Linked DNA regions of Muntiacus reevesi: region 2 is linked to region 1. A link is a contact called in public Hi-C data. All regions are on one chromosome and are shown on one strand. Each heading gives the region's core, a stretch centred on a gene start, on an enhancer-like site or on the middle of the called end of the contact. The rest is flanking DNA. Distances are from core to core; before and after follow the strand shown.

Evidence for each region. Hi-C and Micro-C count contacts between places; a contact is called where the count stands out from the background.
Region 2: a contact with region 1 is called in a Hi-C map of muscle, with 4 times the contacts expected there. The contact joins the promoter of INO80 here to the promoter of RMDN3 in region 1. A contact is called at or near these places in 2 of 3 Hi-C or Micro-C datasets (blood and muscle).

Annotation. Positions count from the first base shown.
Region 1 is chr7:35,151,380-35,154,956 of mMunRee1.1, forward strand. RMDN3 (regulator of microtubule dynamics 3) reads right to left here and starts at 1,538. Exons shown (of 13, transcript XM_065940155.1): 1 at 1,349-1,538; 2 at 912-1,105. The coding sequence starts at 1,098.
Region 2 is chr7:35,461,866-35,465,318 of mMunRee1.1, forward strand. INO80 (INO80 complex ATPase subunit) reads right to left here and starts at 1,286. Exons shown (of 36, transcript XM_065940899.1): 1 at 813-1,286.

The DNA.
Region 1 (3,577 bases), core at 288-2,787:
ACATTTGCAGCACTAGGTTACTACCAGCTTATAAAATGCTGACAGACAATTGCAATCTAAGGTGAAAACTCTTAAGACTCTTCGAAAACTAACTTTTCCGAACCATCTGGCATTTGGTCATCAGAGGAAACATGTGTTCCCAATGAACATGAGGCAAGATGACTTGAGTGCTCTTCTATCACACACACATGAGGGCAGTGGTTTGGCCGAGCCCTAGATGCCTTGCTCTGATTAACATTAAAGTTTTCCAAAACTGTAAGTACTAACCATTTGTGGCTGGCTCTCAGCCACATTCAGCTTCAACTGCAGTAAGTGCACTCCCGACCCCATGCTGTGGGAACTCCACAGGACCAGGTGACCAGGCCCAATCCTGCCACTTACTGTGACAGCCTCGGCAAAGTTACACAACTTTTTTCAACCTCAACTTACTCATAAGGAGGATTAAAAAACACACACACACACACAACTTGAACTATACAGTCTTCAAGGTGCCTTCGAATGTTAATGTTAACCTAATTTAACACATAAGCCTCAAGAAATTTTAATTCCTCCGAGACTAGTTTCTCTTTTTACTTTCTTTTGGGCCTTTCCTCTACTTATTAAACACCTCAACCACACTAAGCAAGTAACTTTAATACATACACAGCACTTCTGCGGCCAGAACTAAAAGTGAAAGCTAAGCCTTTTCACTATATACTTTCCTGCGATTACAGGAAAAAGACGACAGTGGTGGAAGACTGCTTTTCCTTTTCGATAAACTTTCCCCAAACTTGAAAAGAAACTCTTGGGCCCCGCACCCACCCCTCCTAATTTTTCCTCTGTTGTCCTGCCCTGCAGGTTCTGCTACAAGCAGCCCCGACCCCAAGCCCACCCCTCAACAGTCCCTGAGGCCTCAATAGCCCCGCTCCTACCTTGGCGTCCAGGCTCTGAAGTCTGCGTGTAATCCAGAGAGTTGGACCGACTCTGGCTCTGGCCGCGGCGCTGGGTCCGTTTCCACCGCTGGCTGTAAAGGGCACACAGGAATCCAAGGCCCGCGGCGGTGCCCAGCAACAGTCCGAGCCCGGCGCGTGCGCCACCCAAGGTCCCCAGACTAGACATGCTACACCTGCAGCCCGCGTGAGCCACCAGGAGCAAGCGGGCGAAAGAAACGAGAGAGATTCGTTGAGTGTGGTCCACCCATCGCCAAAGCCGAACCCTTGAAGATACCCTCCCTGCCCAGGCCCCAAGCATTCGCCACCCTCACCCTAGTCCCGACCTTAAGGTTTCTGCTAGCCCCCAGGCCTGACTACCACGCCGCCCACCCGGCCCTCCGCAGCCTACCCTCCAACACGCCCCCTAACCCTGATACCGGAGTCAGGTCGACGGCTTCCAACTCCTCCTCCAGCCTCACGACACTGCAGACCGCAAACCCGCCGCCCTGGCACAAACCGCTGGCCTTCCCGCCGCGCACTTTGAAGGCGCCCAGCCTGCCTGGACCTCAACTCAGACTCTTACCCTGCTGCTAGCTACTTTGGCGAAGGCCGCGGCTTCTCTGTCAATGACCGTGACGTCATCAAACGGTGCCAACTAGCTGCCTCGCTCGCCTATAAGAAGGCAGGGGGTTGCGCAGACCTTCGAGACTCCACCTCTTGGCCAGGGTTTTCTCTAGGGGGCGGGGCCACAGGCACAGTCAGAGGGGCGGAGCCAGCAGAGATCTCGAAAGGCGAACCGAGAATGGGTTAGAAGCCGAGTAAAGGGGGACCCGGCTTCCCAGCTGGCGCCGCTAGTGGTAAAAAAAACCTGCCTGCCAATGCAGGAGATGTAAGGAGATGTTCGATCCTTGGGTCAGGAAGATCCCCTGGAGGAGGGCATGGCTATCCACTCCAGTATTCTTGCCTGGAGAATCTTAGACAGGAGCCTGGAGGGCTACAGCCCATAGTGTCGCATAGAATCGGACACAACTGAGCGAATTAGCACGCACAAACGGGGGAAAGCTGAGAGATTCCGTGGAGTGGATGCTCAGAGCAGTAACTCCATGGTCTGGCCAGCTGAGGTTCCATTTTCCTCCAGTCACACCAGGTTACAGCTGAGGTTCCATTTCCCCAATCACACCAGGTTACTTAGTGTTCCCGGAATGTGCTCCGCATACTCAACGTTTCTACCTTTTCCACTACTGCTCTTTCTGTCTTGAACCCCTACCTGGAAAACGCCACCCCTCTCCACCTTTCCTTAACCCTCGGTCAAAACTCAGACTTTATTTGATTTCAGCTCAATTTGTTTACGTATTTTTACTCAAATCATTTACTAATCTCAACGCAATAGTGCCTTTGGCAATTCAATTTAAAACAGGTAAGTTGTTGGTTATCCACAACAGGCCCTGAGTCCCCAGGGCCAGCTTCTGTCAGTTGACATCTGAAAAACTTACATTGTAGATGCACACCCCATCATTTAAAAAAAAATCTTAAACCTTAAATTGTCGTTGTAACATTAAACAGGGACAGGCTTATAAAAACTGTTTTTAATATCCAGAATGAAAATTAAATTCATTAAATTAATTCCTCTAATGATAACATTTTAAATGTTTGCATGAGGCTGAAACTTGAGTTGATCTCTGATTGCTTAAATTGGTTGATAGCATTTCAGATTTTGTTTTAACCATTTTTTTCTACCACCTGTGACTTGTACTTTTATAAATCTATTTTACTCCTGTGGTTTTATGCAACTTGTAGTGTTAGAAACTAAAAAAAAGAGAATCACCTGCTTTCCAATTGTTATGACTCTGTGCTTCCTCTGCTGGGGGCTCAGGTTCTACCCCTGGATGGGGAACTAAGATCGAACAAGCCCTGCAGTACAGGTCAAAAATTAATTAATTACTTAAAAAGTAAACAACACATAGGGACTTCCCCGGTGGTCCAGTGATTAACAATCTGCCTTCCAATGCGGGAGACATAGCTTCCATCCCTGGCCAGGGAACATCTTAACATCCAACATGCCAAGGGAACCCTCTTAAACTGTAGGTGGGAATGCAAACTAGTACAGCCATTATGGAGAACAGCGTGGAGATTCCTTAAAAAACTGGAAATAGAACTGCCATATGACCCAGCAATCCCACTCCTGGGCATACAGACCAAGGAAACCAGATCTGAAAGAGACACGTGCACCCCAATGTTCATCGAAGCACTGTTTATAATAGCCAGGACATGGAAGCAACCTAGATGCCCATCAGCAGACGAATGGATAAGAAAGCTGTGGTACATATACACAATGGAGTACTACTCAGTCATTAAAAAGAATTCATTTGAATCAGTTCTAATGAGATGGATGAAACTGGAGCCCATTATACAGAGTGAAGTAAGCCAGAGAGAAAAACACTAATACAGTATACTAACGCATCTATATGGAATTTAGAAAGATGGTAATGATAACCCTATATGCAAGACAGAAAAAGAGACACAGATGTATAGACAGACTTTTGGATTTTATGGGAGAAGGCGAGGGTGGGATGATCTGAGAGAACAGCATCGAAACATGTATATTATCAAGTGTGAAACAGATCGCCAGTCCAGGTTGGATGCATGAGACAAGTGCTTGGGGCTGG
Region 2 (3,453 bases), core at 36-2,535, 310 kb after region 1:
CTTCTTCCATTCTACCAACAAGTACACGAACACACAACTAGACAGTGTTTGAATCAAAGAATTCGGCAGAGCTGGCTGTTAAACTAAAATAGTGAGTGCCTTCTTAGAACCTCTCACTCCTAAACTGTAGGGGGCTTCCACCCTCGCTGATTACGGAAGTAGTAGTTTTCAACAGCGACCTCAAGAAGGAACGTCAAATTGGATGACACTTGCCTAGACGCCCTACAAAGGCCAAAAAGCCTAGAAGGGGTGACACCTACACACTCCTAAGTGTGCGCACGTGTTAGGCTGCACCCAGCCAACACCAACAAGCAAAATGGACCATTCACCCAGATCCCAACTCGCACCCATAAACTGACACACTATCCAGCCCTTAGAGCTCATTTGTTTAAAAGGACAGACACAGCAGTCCACACCGGGTTCCCACTCGAGCCCAACCAGCCCCCGCCCTGCCCCACCCCACCCCCAAACCCACACACGTGTTAGCCGACACCGCCCCACCGGGTCCCACGTGCACCTGGTCTAACACACTCCTCACGTGTGGGCACCCCACGGGCTTTCTCGGCTGGCCGAGGTCACCGCGTGACCCCGGGCCTCCAGAGGTAGGAGAGATTAAGAACAAGGCCGAGATCCCTGAGGTCCCAACCCTGCGAGGAGTGTCCACACCCATCCTCCCTACTAACCCCAACAAATCCCAGGGCCGGGGGCGACGGCCCCTTTAAGACGCGGCCCAGTCGTCGCCCACAGAGAGGGGCGCAACGGGGCCTACACAACCCCCCCTCCGTTCGTCCGCCCACGTCTAGTCGCCTCACCTCGGGCCGCCGGGCCCCGCCGCCGCGGCGGCGGCGGAGGGGGGGCGGGGTGCGGGCGGGGTCCGGAGGGGGGGGTCGCCCCGCCGACGGTGGAGCCGCGGTTCGCTCTCTGAGGCCGTGGGACGGAGACTGCGTTGGGCGTGGACGCTCCTAGCTCGCTCCTTCGGCGGCTCCTGGGACCCCAAGATGGCGGCGGCGCTGAGGCGGCTGCGGGCGCTGGGCCGGCGGCGGCGGCGGCCACTTTCACTCACTGAGAGGAGCGGAGCAGGGACACGGGGAGCCATGGCGGGGGGGAGGAGAGGCGCCATAGCCAGGCCAGAACAATCGAGCCGCTACTCAGTAGGCTTACCCCCGCCCCGCCCACGCTCACTGCTCGTCGCCAGCCCGTGGCCGTCCGCAGTGCCGCTGCCGTCGGCCTCGTGCAGCTCGCACCCCGCCGCTGCCGCCTGACGCCCCGCGCGGACCGGGGTTCGGGGAAAGACCCTGATCCATGCCATCTGATGGCAGATTGGTCGGGGCTGGGACTGGCGAAGATTGCCGAAAGGCGGCGGGGAGGAGGAGGAGGATGTCATCGCTAGAGTGAGCAAGCAGATCTCGCGGGAGCAAATGTCGCGAGACCTCTCTGATCTGCAACTGCCAAAGAAAGGTTACTTTTCCCGGAAGTAACGTCAGTCCAAACGGCCCGGGATCCTGGGAATGTTTGTTGCTGCAAATGGAAGTGGGAGGGTACTTGTGATTAGTTTGTTAACGGCTACCAAACACAGCTCAGTTCACTTGAGGAAATGTGTAGGCTCAGGTGTTATATTTTACATTGTTTTTGGTCCCTTTGGGCAGGGTTGTATATTGTGGGGAAGGCCCTGCTCTGTAGGACCACTCTTAACACAGTAGTTTGGGGCTCCACTTTGGGTTCAGCAACCAAAACTGCGATGCTGTGGCACAGTTGGGCAAGGTACCTAAGTGAAGGCTTTAGGATTCAAGCACTGGGAATACACAGACCCGTCATCAAAAATGTCCCAGTATTCTAACACCCACCCAATGAGCCTCCGAAAAGGGAGTAATTTACCTGTCTGCCAACTCAACAGTTTGCACCCTCTGCTGCCCACATTTACTAAAATTAATGCAACTCAGTTACCAGCATCTGTGATGAGAAGTACCTAGTGTACAGTCTAATTGCAGGTAAGGATTAGAAGAACTTAATGAAAGTTAACTATTTCATTTCCTTTATGTCTCATGGTTTAATTCATTTAATTCTGGCCCTTAGCGTTTAAACAAAACAACATTTGTTAAAGTCATAAGTAGCCTTCTTGTGCCAAATTCGCTGGACTTTGAAAAGTTAAAAATTTGCTTAAAGGCAAAAGTACACACCTTCTGGGGACTCTCCTGGTGGTCCAGTGGTTAAGAATCCTTGCAGTGCAGAAGGATTCAATCCCTTTTTGGGAAACTAAAATCCTGCATGTAGTGGAGCAACGAAGATCCCATGTATGCAACTAAAACAAGATGCAGATTAATAAGTATTTTTTAAAAATTACACCCTTTGTGAAAGAGACAAGGGGATGTAAGAACACACACAAATACCTGCTCATTTGTCAGGGAGAGGAGTCAACACCAGCTCATTTGTCAGGGGGAGGAGTCAGGGGATACACCAGAAGTTAAAGGGAATTATGTCCTGTATGAGAAGGGTGGGGAGAAGGGGAGAATGGGGACAAGGTTGCAGGATTAACAGGGGAGTGGCAATTTTGTATAAGACTGTCTTTTAGAACCCTATGTTTCACATACCCAGAAACATAAAACACCTAAAATCAACTGGGATAATATTTAAGTAACAACCAGCTGACTGGAGTGGAAATCAAAAGGAAAAGAATAAAGGGGGAAAAGTCACTAAACTAGGGAGGGACCAAGATATAGAGTCCCTTAAAGTTCAGATGTAGGTAGTCAGTTTGTTTTCTTTGTCTGCGATAACAAATTACTGCAGAATAGTGGCTTGCTGCTGCTGCTAAGTCGCATCAGCCTTGTCCGACTCTCTGCGACCCCATGGACCGCAGGCCACCAGGCTCCTCTGTCCCTGGGATTCTCCAGGCAAGAATACTGGAGTGGGTTACCATTTCCTTCTCCAGTGCGTGAAAGTGAAAGTGAAGTTACTCACTCGTGTCCAACTCCTCAGGACTGCATGGACTGTAGCCCACCAGACTCCTCTGTCCATGGGATTTCCCAGGCAAGAGTACTGGAGTGGTGTAGCCCACCAGACTCCTCTGTCCATGGGATTTCCCAAGCAAGAGTACTGGAGTGGTGTAGCCCACCAGACTCCTCTGTCCATGGGATTTCCCAGGCAAGAGTACTGGAGTGGGTTGCCATTGCCCTCTCCTAATAGTGGCTTAACATTAACCTATTATCTTACATTCTGTAAGTCAGAAGTCTGCCAGTCTCAAACTGGACCAAAATCGAGTTGTTGGTTGGGCTGCCTTACTTTCTGGGGGCTCTTGCAAAGAATTTGTTTCCTTTTCCAACTTGCAGAGGCTACTTGCATTCCTTGGCTTTTGCCGCCCATCAGACCAACTGTTAACCCTTTAAGGATCCCTGTGATTACAACAGGGCCACTCAGATAATCTAGGATAATCTTCCTATTTTAAAATCAACTGATTAG